Linked DNA regions of Mus musculus: region 2 is linked to region 1. Evidence: chromatin contacts called from public promoter capture Hi-C data. All regions are on one chromosome and are shown on one strand. Each heading gives the region's core, a stretch centred on a gene start, on an enhancer-like site or on the middle of the called end of the contact. The rest is flanking DNA. Distances are from core to core; before and after follow the strand shown.

What was found. Promoter capture Hi-C pulls out the DNA fragments that hold promoters and counts their contacts.
Region 2: a promoter capture Hi-C map of hippocampal neurons shows a contact between it and region 1, with 2.1 times the contacts expected there. The contact joins the promoter of Prkaa2 here to the promoter of Tctex1d1 in region 1. A contact is called at or near these places in 1 of 39 promoter capture datasets (hippocampal neurons) and 1 of 9 other capture datasets (embryonic stem cells).

What each region holds. Positions count from the first base shown.
Region 1 is chr4:102,982,213-102,989,350 of GRCm38.p6, forward strand. Tctex1d1 (Tctex1 domain containing 1) reads left to right here and starts at 4,167. Exons shown (of 5, transcript NM_001163767.1): 1 at 4,167-4,374; 2 at 6,344-6,461. The coding sequence starts at 6,361. Gm12709 (predicted gene 12709) reads right to left here. Exons shown (of 4, transcript NR_040444.1): 2 at 1,717-1,905.
Region 2 is chr4:105,105,893-105,112,611 of GRCm38.p6, forward strand. It overlaps Prkaa2 (protein kinase, AMP-activated, alpha 2 catalytic subunit), which reads right to left and starts at 4,006. Exons shown (of 9, transcript NM_178143.2): 1 at 3,813-4,006. The coding sequence starts at 3,906. Gm36893 (a long non-coding RNA gene) reads left to right here and starts at 4,006. Exons shown (of 2, transcript XR_376484.4): 1 at 4,006-4,296; 2 at 6,122-6,430.

The sequences.
Region 1 (7,138 bases), core at 2,917-5,416:
AAAACTAATGTCAGCATTATAAGTCATCTCCTGAAGGACACTCAAGACCTGAACATCATCTCGTTTACCACCCCCCTCCCCACCACACACATATACACACATACACACATACACACACACACACACATACACACACACACACACACATCCTGCTAGGTCCTTTCGTTCTTTCTGTTTTACTGTGGAATAGCTGAGTCTTTCAGGTCAAGCAACTTGTTACAATGGCAAACATCCAGTCCCAAATTCAGAGAGAGGCTCCAGGGACCCCAGGCGCTGCCCCATCCTCCCCACTCCTGTGGGCATGCTGCCCTCTGTCTGGCCGTACCGTGCTCTCCCTCAGTGTTCTGTCTGGCCCCAGCCACTGTTGGAACCCTACTCCTTGTATGAAAGGTTCCCCTGTCTTCTGCTTTCCTTCCTTCTCCTTCCTACCTCTTCAGGAAGCTCAGTTCCTATCCTTGACCACACCCATCTGTAACCTGAGGAGCCACTTTTCTGTCTGTCTGTCTGCTCCTCCTTTTCTTCACAGGCCTGTGTGTGGTGGGTTTGGTGGTGGTAGTGGTGAAGGTACTGCTGCTGTTGTAGCTGCTGTTGTTTTGCTTTGCTTTGCTTTTTGTTGTTTCATTTTGTTTTGTTTTTAAATCTGGCTCCCTCAATACACTGCAAACTCACTTGTCTTTGTAGCAGTAGACACAGTGAGAAGGAAAGAAAAGAAGAAAGAGTGCGGGTAGATCTACCGGGGATGTGGTCAGCGTGGATTTATTCTTTCGTCTTGATTTTTATGTCTTCAGTTCTCTGAATTGTGACTGATGTCTAACTGTCATCCTGATAAATGTGTGAACGCCTCCTGTGTCATGAGAGGAAGACTGAGTGTGTATTCAGCGTTGCCACTGTCATCTGTTTTCAGAATTGGATCTTGTTTGTTCAAGTTATAATTTATAATATATTTTTAATGTTTTCTGAAAGAAAAAGGAAGCATCTCTTTAAGGCTGTATTTTTGCTGCTCAGGCTGGTCATAAAGTCGTTAGTTATTTTGTGTAGCTTGGATCAAGAAGGACCCCACTGTACCCAGCAGCAAAATAAAACCTCTTAAGCTAGGCCCCCTTATCCTAAGACACACATCTGGGTACATGACTTTCCACTCTCTGTTTTTATCTACCCCACTGGGAAATCTGAACTTGACTTTTCACCTAAACAATTTATTAGAAGAGAGGTGGTAACATTCGCTGAGGTTTTAGCATCAGTCTCAGCTCTGCTTCCAGGAAGTTTCCAATAACAGGGTCTGGCAAGCCATGACCAAGCACCAAGTCTAGTCTGGAACACGGATGGCTATGGTTTCCCAGCTAGGAGCGGTTATTTCATAGCTGAAAACAAAATTTAAAAGAGTACAGTTTTGTGGCATGCAAATATTGATAGAAATCCAAATTTCACTGTCCATAAATTATGGATTGTAGAGCATGGCCTGCCTGCTCAATGCAGTGTCTCCAGCGGCTTTGCGATCGCAGCAGCAGCAGCGTCTACCCACAGCAGCAACAGAAAGCATAGGGCAGGCAAACCCCAAAGTCCCACTCTTGGACCTCTTCCAGAAATGTTGGTCAACATCTTCTCTACTAAACAGGTGCAGGCATCATCCCCATTTCCAAATAAAGAAACAGCAGCTCAAGCAGGTTGAGATGTTAAAACCACCAAGATAGCAAATAGAAAGAAGTCTTTTATTACCTGCATATTTTCATTGCACAGAAAGTGGCAAATCCGTGTGTAATTTGCACATGGCTCCCTTGTTCACTGAGATCTTGTGTTTTTCACGCATGAGTCCAGGCAGGCATTCATGCTGATGGTTTACTTGCTGGAACCTCACCCTCAGGTAGACATTGAACAGCATTTGCACAGATGCTGTCATCACTGGTCCTTAAAATGGAAACAGAAGGCACAAGGTTGAGTCACTTTCTCCAGCTAATGCGGCAAGCTATCTGGACATATTAGCTCCAAAGCTAGCAGCTCTACTGTGGGTTTGGGCAAAGAACAAAGACTAAACGGTCTTTCTTTTGCCTCAAAGCAAAGTTCTCACGATGCCACAGAACAAAAACCATGTGTGGACCCCACCATTCCCCACAGAACTGTATTGAAGGCACCCAGCACAGCAGGTCAGCCACACTATGTTGACTTCCCTGTGTTATTTACTCAAGATCCAGGGAGCCTCTAGTACCCGTCAGCTACTGTGTCATGTATTAGGCGTGCAGAATACCAGAGGGGTCTAGCGTAGAGATCACTGCTGTTCCAGCAAACTGAGAGCTACTTGGGAACTCCTTCACAGTCCACTGGGTATTTCAGTGAATGATGGAAAATGCAACCCTCGTGAACTTTGTGCAAACCTGCAAACCTGCTCAGGTAAACAAGCAGGGCCAAGTAAATTGACATGGACTAATTTATTCCAGGATTCCAAGCCATGAGCCTGTGCATCAGAAATTAGGTTGGGCTATCCTTTCTTTGGATCCCTGATGGGAAAGGCTAGGAGACAGAATACCAAAGGGATAGCATGTGTTATACTGAAGTTTGCATCGAGCTGAAATGCAGCGTAGTCCCAGAAAGAGAGAGAGACAGAGAGACAGAGACAGAGAGACAGAGAGAGTGAGAGAGAGACTTGGAGAAGATAAAATGTCACTTTCCAAGTGAAACCACAGGAAAATGTGACAGCCTCGATGTGCTTCTCAGACAAAATATATATATTGAATAGAGGAAATTCTATTTTACCTAAAGTTATTTCCATAAATGGGGAAATGATGGGGGTTTTTGTTTTTGTTTGTTGTTTGTTGTTTGTTTGTTTGTTTAAGACAAGCTAGCTTGTAACTCAATATGTTGATCAGACTGGCCTGGAATTTTCAGTAATCCTCACAACTGCCCCCTTAGCTCTGAGAAAAGAGCCACTATAGCCTTGGATTTTTGAGGGCTTTTAGTTCTTGTGTCTGACAGATGGTTTTAGAGAGGAAGCAGGTCTGGTACCTGGTACCATTTACACAGGCATAGTCCAGAAGGAAGGCAGAGAATGGGAAGCTGGAAAGCGTAAAGCAGGTAGAAAAAAGCATAGGAGAGCCTGTCTGGACTGCGAGTAAGGAAGCCCCGCCCCCACGCACTACAGACCACCAGCACTGCTGCCACCGCCCCATCCTCTCCTTGAATCTTGAATCCATACGCCTCCACCTCAGCCTCCCAAGCGTTGGGGTCGTAATTACACACTACGAATCCCAACACGAAAACATAAACCACAAAAGAAAACTAAAACTTTTTTGGTAAGTAGAACATCAACAAAATGAAGTATTTTCACAACGTATATAATAATATAGTTAGAGAACTGCTAGAATATCTATCCACAGGTATAGCGTTGCATGTTAACAATAAAAGGGGAAGCCAGTTTTAAATAGAGTCAGAGGAGATGGCAGTGCCCACAAGGGGAGTCTAAAGGCCAAGCAGAGTAAGAAGAGCTACACAAGCACACTGGAAAACCAGAGATGCGTAACTTAGAGCAAGGTGTCTTCTACACCCGTGCTGATAGCAAAATGCTGGCAGACAGAATAGCAAACATTGCTGAGGGCAGTGAGAATAAAAATAGATCCAGCTGTTTAGTGCACACATCATCTGGACATTAATAATATATAAATAAATAAAATAAAAATAAAACATTAAGTTCTGTAGAGGCAGACAGCTTAATTCCTTTCATATCTCCTAGTATGACATCTCAAAGACAGAACAGCACCTGCGCACAAAACTGTCCTTCATGGACTATTTTGATCAGTGAGTGAGCAGTTATTATTGCATTATGTGAATTCTTAAGTAATTAAGTCTTTTTTGCTCTAAAATAAATTCTGCTTACAAGTCCATTATATAGTAAGTCCGGAGTGACTTGTAAGATGAATTTACAACCTAGGAAAAGTGTTTATTCAAGTGTTTGGTACAAAGCAAGCTTTATTTTAGCTTTCTTATTGAAAAAGTCCATTTGCATCTATTCCAAAAACGAAAGGAAGGGAGAAGAAGGAAGGAAGAACAAGGAGGAGAGTAAGGGTTTCCTCTGCACTGGAAATATGGCAGGGCTGGCCACACCCCTCGTTAATGACGTCACAGTCATGTGACATAGCCAGGCCTCAAACACATCCAGCATCACCTCTCCTGATTGCAGTGTGGCTTTGAAACCATGCCTCCTTCAGGCCCTGCAGGAGATGTCTATCGTCTGGCCTTGACCATCAGTTCCGTTCCTCTCAGATGAACAGTAGCCCACCACGTCAAGAGCTGGCCCTGCGCTTTTACCCACACCTATGATTGTTCTGCCAGTCTCCTGTGCTAGGTTTTACATCTGTCAGTCCAGGGCTTGACTGTTCATGGGAGGTAGGTATATTCTGTGTCCTTCGAAAAACACCCTTACTCTTGGGGAAAAAAAAAAAGCTTCCCACAAGACGATACCTTCTACTGTTTTCTCATTTCTTTAATTTGTGAAGGTTTTCAACTTCTGTTTCCACTATAGCCTTCTAAAAAGATAGGCCAATTGGGATAAGATATCATGAAACTGCATGACTTCCACAAAGACGCACCATTTACTGCTAGGAAATGAGCTGGCATGCTTTAGGTTTTAAACATAATCAGAAGGGGAAAAAAAATCCATAGATAGTCTTAGTCCCCAGTTAAGCAAGTCTCTGTATATTGTATCTTTCTCTATATATCATATTCCAGGAGCATATTTAATTTTAAATGCATCTTTTGTGTGACCATCACTCTGGACTCTGACACATCATAGGCCATAAATTTTTGTTTAAAAGCTTTTTTAAAAATTAAAAAAAAACAAAAACAAAAAAACCCACAGAACCTATAGCCTTCTTTTCTCTGTGCACTGCAATGTCTATCTATCCACTAGAGGGCAGCACATGACTTTAATGACGCGCTTCCCCATCCTTCCTGAAGGCCCTCTTATGGACATGGGTGGCCACCAGTTACAAAGCCCAGGAATTTATGTTTGTTCTCAACAGTAACTCTTATTTCAAGAAACCTGAATACAATTCTGTCCTCAAAAGTAGCTCATGTACTTCCAAGCACAGCCTGGATTTTTACATGAAACTATACATATTTTGATTTTAAAATACCTTTATATAAGATATACTTCTCTTTTCTCTTTTCCCCTACTGTGAATGTGTTTGTTGAATGCTTACACCAGTTTTTAGATCAGATTCTCAGCACATGCCTGATGCCAGTACTTGAGGAACAAAGGTGGGGAGGATCACAGAGAGTTGGAGGCCAGCCTCGTCTACCGAGCAAACCCCAAGCCAGTCAGCACTGCACAGCAAGACACTGTCTCAATTAATTAAGATAAGATTGACTGCAGCATTCTCTAGGCAATGAGACTAGGTGTCGGAAAGGATTAGCTCGGCAGGTTGGATCACAGAACTGGACTTCATCCACTTGTAGTGTTGGGACATGTAGCCAATATGTTTATTGTATTTATGCCTGCAGTTGAAAGCTTAAATGCATTTAATAAGCAGATCACGTGCTTGTCTTTAGCAATACAAATGCCTCGAGCCTCTTTGTGTAAGCCAGTGTTCTGGACTTCATTGATAAGCCCATGCTTTTAAAATATAGGAACTCCTCAATTTCTAAAAACTGTACCAAGGGGCTAGAGGGATAACTCAGTGCAAGAAACACTGGCTGCTCTTTCAAAGAACCAGGGTTTGCTTCCCAGCACCTATAAGGCAGCTCACAGCCCCAAGTGATCTGACACCCTCTTCTGGCCTCTGTGGGCACCAAGAGTTCGCATGACTCACACAGACATACCTGTAGACTAAAGATCCAGCTACCAAAAATAAAAATAACACAGAAAATAAAAGTAAAAGGAAAATATAACTAGCCCATATTATACTTCCATGTTTCTTGCTCATGCTGCAACCACTGTTAATACCTCTTAAGTCACCCATCACTCAAGTGAGGAATATATTTTAAATTTTCTGTATTCTCTTTCTTTTCTTTTTTTTTTCTGGGTTTCTCTGCATAGCCCTGGCTGTCCTGGAACTCACTCTGTAGACCAGACTGGCCTTGAACTCAAAAATCCTCCTGCCTCTGCCTCCCAAGTGCTAGGATTAAAGGCATGTGCCACCACTGCCTGGCTCCATATTCTCTTCCAGCTCTCCATGTCCAGTCTCTCACATGCTAACCTATAACTATCAGACCTTGGCTCTTTAGGATGAGTAAGGGGCTTGCTTAGCCTCAGGGAAGCCCTACCTCCTATCCTTGAGTTATTTCCTTTTCTGTTGCTGTGCTAAAACACCTTGATCTTATAGAAGGGCAGGTTTATCTGAGTTTGTGGTTCCAGAGGGGTAACTATCCATCATGGCACAGACACATGGGAGCAAGCAGCAGGCACAGCGGCTGGAGCAGGGTGCTGAAAGCTTACGTCATGGAGCACAGGCACAGAGCAGAGAGAACAACGTGTGAGTATGGCCTTAGCTCTCAAAGTCCCATCAGCAGTGACAGGCCTCCTCCACCAAAGGCCAGACCTCCTCAACCTCCCCCTAACACTGCCACCAGCTGGGGGCCAGAGGTTCGAATGCCTCTGAGCAACATTCTCATTCAACACACTACAGTCTTCAATCTGGAAAAGAAACAAACATAAACACGAAGCTCAAAAGTAAAAAAGAATCAGGCTGGAGAAATGGAGCACGCACTGGTCTGCCAGAAGAGCCAAACTCAGTTCCCAGCACCCACATCAGCTCACAGCCACCTTCCACTGCCGTTTTAGTGGGACCCAATGTCTCCGGCTTCCATGGTCACCTGAGGACATGCACACACACATACATACATACACAAACACCACTTTAAAAATTATAAAGTTAAACTTTAAAAAAAAAAAGCTTCCTGAAGTTGTAGTCCACTGGAGACATGGTCAGCCTTGAAAAGGCAAAAAGAAAGCAAGAGGTTACCCAGGCATTTTCCTCTCTGTGATCAAGGCAGCCAGGCTTCTAGTAAAGCAGCTAGGGTCTTCGCTAGGCCTCATCTCCCCCAACAAAACTGACAGCAAGCTCCCTTCACACAGCTGACCCCACTGATCTTCTAGTGGAGTCTGTTTCAACAGTGTCTATCAGTAACATCTAATGTTCCTGGTAATACC
Region 2 (6,719 bases), core at 2,756-5,255, 2.1 Mb after region 1:
ATTGTGCACTGTGTAAGGATTGTCTTTTATTACTCAAATGCTGAGTTCTGCGCCAGCAGAGAGCTGAAAGCAGAGCGGACTTTGGTATTGTTATTCATATGGCTACATCATTTTGTAAACACTCCCTCTCTCACCTTCTGATGGTTTTAATAAAGAGCTGATGGCCTACAGTGAAGCAGGAAAGGACAGAAGGGATTTTAGGAGAGACAGGACTCTCTCTGTGGAAGGAGAGTCAGGTGAGGGAGAATTCTCCAGCCAGATGCTGAGGAAGACATGGTACTAGAGACAGACATAAATGGGTTAATTTACAAGCTAGGTGGGAATAGGCCTAAGTTAAGCCCTTAAGCATTCACAATAAATATAAGCCCCCGTGTCACTACTCAGGAGCTGGTGATCCCAAAGAAGTTTCCCTTACAAGTAACCACAGACTGGAGCCTCTTAAACACAGCTGAACTACATCTTTGTACCCTTTGAGTTATTTTCCCAAGTATTTTCTCAGAGGAGCAACACACATCCACACACAGAGCTCTGCATGTGAATCTTCATAGAGGCACTCTTTATAACAGCCTATATAGCAAGACAATGTCCAGCAGCTAAGAATGTAAGAGGATGGTGGCACAGACATACAATGGATGATCACACAACAATAAAAAGGAAGAAATCGGCTACATGTTATGCTAGATATGAACCTCAAAAACAAAATACTAGACATAGAGACACCTTTACTCCATGATACCAATTCATCTTTTTCCAGCAAAGACATTTCTTATACATATTAGACATAGATAGTGGTATCTGAGGGTTGTGGGTGTGAATGATATTAACTGTAAATGGCTAAAATAAATGTTCTACAGCTAAGATACAATGATGGTTGTGGTACTTGGCAAAATTACTAAAAACTGTTAATGGTACACTTAAAATCAGTGTTTTTAAAAATATGTAAAACACACCTCAGTATATGTTTTTAAAGCTACATTTGCCTTGGATAGGGGAGGGGCTCAAGAAAGTCCACTCCTAGATGAGAAACTACTTAGGCAGTTCATGGCTGCTCGTGGGGCTGGGGGCAGGGGGCCTCTAGTAGGTTACCTGTGTTCCAGTGGTTGGCTCTATACCCAGGCACAGATTTGCAGATAGATATATATGTAAAGATAGACAGATGTGAAATTGGAATGGAGATTTGGTGGGAGGGCATTAAAGGAGTTGGAAAGAGAAAGGGCAGGGACTCTGATTAAAGCACATTGTATGAAATGTCAAATAATAAATTAAAATGTACTCTTTTTTTTAAGTTTTAGGATTTACTTGTTTTATGTATATGAGCTGTAGCTGTCTTCAGACACACCAAAAGAGGGCAACAGATCCCATTACATGGTTGTGAGCCACCATGTGGTTGCTGGGAATTGAACTCAGGACCTCTGGAAGAGCAGTTTGTGCTCTTAACCACTGGGCCATCTCTCCAGCCCTAAAATGTATTCTTAATACGCATATACTTTGTTTCACCAGCCCCTTGACTTAACAACTACAGCTGTATTGATTACAAACCCACTTGACCTAGCTTAATTTCTGTCATAAAACACCCCAACTAAAAGTGACTTAGGGAAGAAAGGGTTTATTTTAATTCAGTTTCCAGGCTACAGTCCGTTTGAGGGAAGTCAAGGCAGGAACGTGAAGCACATCCTCGGTCACCAGCAGAGAGAGAGAACACATGCAGGCAGGCCTGCTCATCATGCTCGCCCATCCCTCTATACTTAACAGAGCGCAGGACCCAAACTCAGGGAACAGTACTGCCCAGAATGGGGGAGGGCTTCCCACTTGAGCATGCGCAGAAGCTAACTGGATCTAAATAATTCTTCATTAAGCTTCCCTTCCTAGGTGTTTCTTCCTTGTGTGCATTTGACAATTAATAGTAACTATCACACCACATAGGGAATATCTCTTTAGGGAAGATAAAATGGTCAGGAGAAATCCAAACAGCTCGTTCCAGCAGGGTTCTCCAGGAAAAAGATTTTTCTCATAAGCCAAAGGTCCCTTCTGCTCCATTTATATTTTAGGAAGCTGGCGCTTAGAAGCAGACAGAGACTATAACCAAATATTTTCGAACTATCCCTTGACAATGGCCTGAGAAATCAGATCGGGTATTCCACTCTACATCAAGAGGAAAAAAAAAAAAGCAAGCGCAAACAAAAGCACTTAGCAGAACATGAAAGCATATAGGCTAAGTTATATAACTTACCCTAAATGGCAAAGCAGCCGTTTGCATAACTTTGCAATGCCACAGCAAAGCAGTTCTCTGCAAAGATGGTGGCAACATCATTATCTAATCTCTATCATTATCATCTCCCAACTATCCACAACTCTTACAAGATCCCAACTTCACAAGACTTCAAAGAATTTTACAAACATTTTAGGTCTTTACAAAAATACCCACTCCGTGAGGCCACGTGGCACCTTAATATAATCTGCCAACCTCACAAAAGGCTCCATCCTTCCTTCCCCTGTTCTCCTTTCTCAATAGGAGGGGGCCATATACTTTTCACATGTATTCTGATTGTCTTTCCCTCATAGCGAGTAAGTCCCAGGAGAGCTCAGGTTTTGCTCTTTCCTAGAACTCCGTTGCCCAGAACAGTTCCCCGCATGTGGTGAGAGCATTCAGTGTTTTCTAGTTGTACAAACCGGTATTAGATACACCAAGAGGAGTTAATCCTCGCAGGAATGAGGAGTCTCTCCCTTCTATTCAAACCTTCACTGGAGGTTAAAATGTAGAAAATAAGCCTCAGCATAAAATCCCCAGACTGCTTACCCGATATTTATTCAACAACAACAAAAGGCTAATGTTTCACTTTTAATTCCCAACTTGCTACCAAGTATTTTTTTTAACAAGAGCTGTAGTTCTGTTAAAAGGACGGGTAATCAAACCCCATGTGACTCTTATTAACTAATAAGAAAGCAAAGCAAAGTTTAATACTTAACTAGTTTAGTGCAGTGTGACATTTCAAAAGCAACCAGTTTTTTTCCAAAACCCCCAAAGCAGTCCCTTCACCAACAAACATACCCCTTGCCTAAGCAAGTCTGACCTCTTGGGGACCCAAAGTCGATCACCAAGCAACATTTTCTCCCAGACCCTGACCACAGAATCCTTCCTTGAACCAATCAACCTACAGAGCTAGGGGTTCTCCTAAATTCTCTGTCCAACCCGCTGCATTCCAGCGTTTTCACACACCCAGCAGAGGGACTTGGCACCTCTCTGCTATGGGCATGCCCCTGGTCAACTCCACCATCAAAGGACTGGGACAGGGAAGAATCTGGGAAAGGCAGGGACCTCATCAGCAAGGCCAAAATTGGAGGACATCTTAGACCTCACCCTGAATCTGCCAATTCTCTGTGACCTTGGGCGTGTCTCTGAAGCCTTGGAGCTCGAGTTCTCTCACCTTTAAGGTGAGGACCGCACCCGGCCGGTGCCACGTTAAGGATTAAGTGTGACCACAGATGAGGCTCCACGCAGAGCACTTGGCACCAGTGGGAGACCCCCTCCCAATTCGCGGCGGGCGCCGTGACTCCCCCATCCTCCCCACGCTTCGGGGCCCTTCGGACTGGGCCAATCGCCCAATTCTGCAGACAAGCGAGCTGAGGCATAGAGAAAAGACAGGGCGCTCGGAGGCACCCCCCGCCAAGGCACACCCCATAACCGCTGGTCCCCCCGGACCCACGCCCGGGCTGCGGCTCCAGGTGCTTGTGCCCCGGGCTCGCCCGCGAGCGCTCCACCTGCCACCCGGCCTCGCTCGCGCCTGCCCGCCCGCCCGCGCCGCTGCACTCACTCTTCACTTTGCCGAAGGTGCCGACGCCCAGGGTGTCCCCCAGGACGTAGTGTCCGATCTTCACCCGCCCGTCGTGCTTCTGCTTCTCAGCCATGTTCGGCGCACGGGCTCCCCCTGCCGCGGGCTCTGAGCGCCGCCGCCGCTACCGCTGCCGCCGCCGCTACCGCCGCCACCGCCGCCGCCGCCGCCTACCCACAGTGCAGCGGGCCCGGGGGGCGGGACGGGGACGCCCGGGGCGCGGTGGGGAGAGCGCAGCCCGGCGCGTGTGGACGCAGGCTGGGGGAGCAGAGCCGAGGCGTCCCGAGAAAAGCCCAGGGCGGTGAAGATGGAAGGGATGAATCTGAGCGCGACCGAGATGGAAGGAGAATCTGAGGAGAAGTGGGGGTGACGGGGTGTAGACCGTGAGCCATGCCTCGGGACCAGAGGGCAAGGCGCTGGAGAGGGCGGCCCGCCCCTAGCCCCTGGCACGCTCCCCCTAGCCAAGGTTTGTTTGTCTGGGAACGTTCTAGTCCGTACCCTCTTCAGATGGCGTCCCATTGTTTTGTAGTTCCTGGTCGTGTTATTGTTAGGTCTCAACCCCCAGACAAACTGCCAACGGAGACGCCTAGCATTAACATAGCAAAGGTGACGTGACGCTGGTTCTCTCAGCATCCCTTAGTCCCCACCTGGTATAGGGTCCTCCTGCCTGGCATACCCTGACCCCTACCCTGAACTCTCCAGCCCGGGGACTGAGCTGCCCCTTCCCTCAGGTCCTCTGATCCCTAGATAATTCAGCCATTTTGGCTGTGCCAGTTTCTTAGCCCAGGCCACCCACCCCTCTTAGGCTTGGCTCCTCTCTTGCTCTCCCTCCCTCTCTCTCCTCACATGGCCCTGCTGAGTCTGACCATGTGTCTCTGCCTCTGCTTCTGCCTGTATGTTCATTTTATCTATAACAGGCCTTCCTCATTGTGTTAGTTAAAGCTTTTATTGTTGCGATAAAACACCATAACCAGAAAGCAAGTTGGGGAGGGCAGGGTTTATTTTTTACACCTCCACCGCACTGTTCATCATTGAAGGAAGTCAGGACAGGAACTCAATGCATGGAACCTGGAGGCAAGAGCTGATGCGGAGGCCATGGGGGGTTGGGGAGGGGTTGCTGCATACTGGTTGGCTCATCAGGGCTGGTCCAGCCTGTTTTCCTACAGACCCCAGGACCACCAGCGCAAGGATGGAACCACCCGCAATGGGCCCTTCCCCACCAATCACTAATTAAGCCTTACAGCTGGATTTTCTCAGTTGAGGTTCCCTCCTTTCAGATGACCTTGTGTCAAGTTGCCATATGACAAGCCAGCACATCCACCATACCCAGGAGCAGTTATGGTCTCCTTTTATTTCTTTTCTTCATTCAGTTATATAGACAATCGTGTTATAGAGATAAAAGACATTCTCTTCAGGACTCTCAATTCTAACTCATTTGAACAAAATTTCCCAATAAATCATAGACACAGCCCTAAGTATATTTCAGCACTTGCATACATGTGTGTAGATATGCATTATATACGGGACAAGGGAGAAATACTAAAAGAAATAGGAAATAATTTACATGTGCAGGTAAATGTAGAACATAGACAAAACACAGAAGGGATCAAAGAATTGTGGGAAACAAAATGATGTAAAAACACATTAAAGAAATGAGTGTATTGAGGATGGAAGTAAAAAATAATAATAATAATAATAAAAGGGAATCCAAAGCATGCCCAGAGTGTTACCAGTGGGCAAATCACTTATGAGCAAGCAATCTCTTCCTCCCGGCTCCCCTCACTCTTCCCCTCCCTTTACTTAATGTTAGCCGACCTTGCCATAGCTGAAGATTATTTGCTTCCTATACAGAAATATGAAGACTCATGTGACTTCCATTTAGCAGTTCCCTGCACTCATACAAACGTGCTTCAAAACATAAATACTTAAAAAAAAAAAAACATAAATACTTGCAGCTTTTCCCATAAAAAAATAATTTAGAAACACAAAGAAAAGGGATTATTTGCTGTTTGGGGATAAATTATTAAAGGTTAGTCAAACATCTGTGACACTGTGCATGCCGATAGAGTTTCATAGTCACATGCCTCGAACGTGAAGCCTCAAGTCACGCTGTTTGTATGTAAAGAGTGAACCGGGAACTGGGTATGACACAACTTGTTTCCTGAGACCTAGTAAACATACAGCTGACCAACTGGTGTGTCCACCATGGCGATCTGATGAGAGATGATCTCGGCGTATAAATTATAGACATCACAGCTGTCGGACATGGGCTATTTTTGTTCATCCTGCAGATCACCTTTCCTGCTGACAAGAAGATCTCACTTATGAGTCCCAACCTCGATGGCAAATTTGAGAAAGCTTCCCCGGGCTATTTTTAAGGCTGAACTTTTATTTGGTTAAAGACCATTCCTTTGCTAGTCCTTCAGATGAGGAAGCTGAGATAGCTCTTCTGCTGAGAGTCTGTGTTGTCCTAATAATCTAATAAATGATGTTGAGGAGTCTTTAAATTGTGAAGCTACACGAAGAAAAGCTATAAACTGAGATCTTAAAGCATGTTGAATTGTCGACTCACTGGCAATTAAAGTTTCATTGTTATTACACTAACCTTATAGTTTTATGCTAAGCATAAGCAATACTTTCTTGATTAAGAAGTTCATTTAGTCTCAGCTATTTGTCATCAAGGAACATTATTGTCCCCGTTTTATAGATGATAAAGCTCGATTTTCCCTCTGTTATTTTTCCCCCAAGGCTATAAAGCTAAAGTCAAAGCCAGCCAGACTCAGATCCAGTTCCAACCTGCCCTCTTCCTTCCAGTTCATTACAGCTGGAATCCCATGATGCTCTGAGAGAGTTCCAGTATGTTCATTGCCAGAGACCCCTTCAGACACT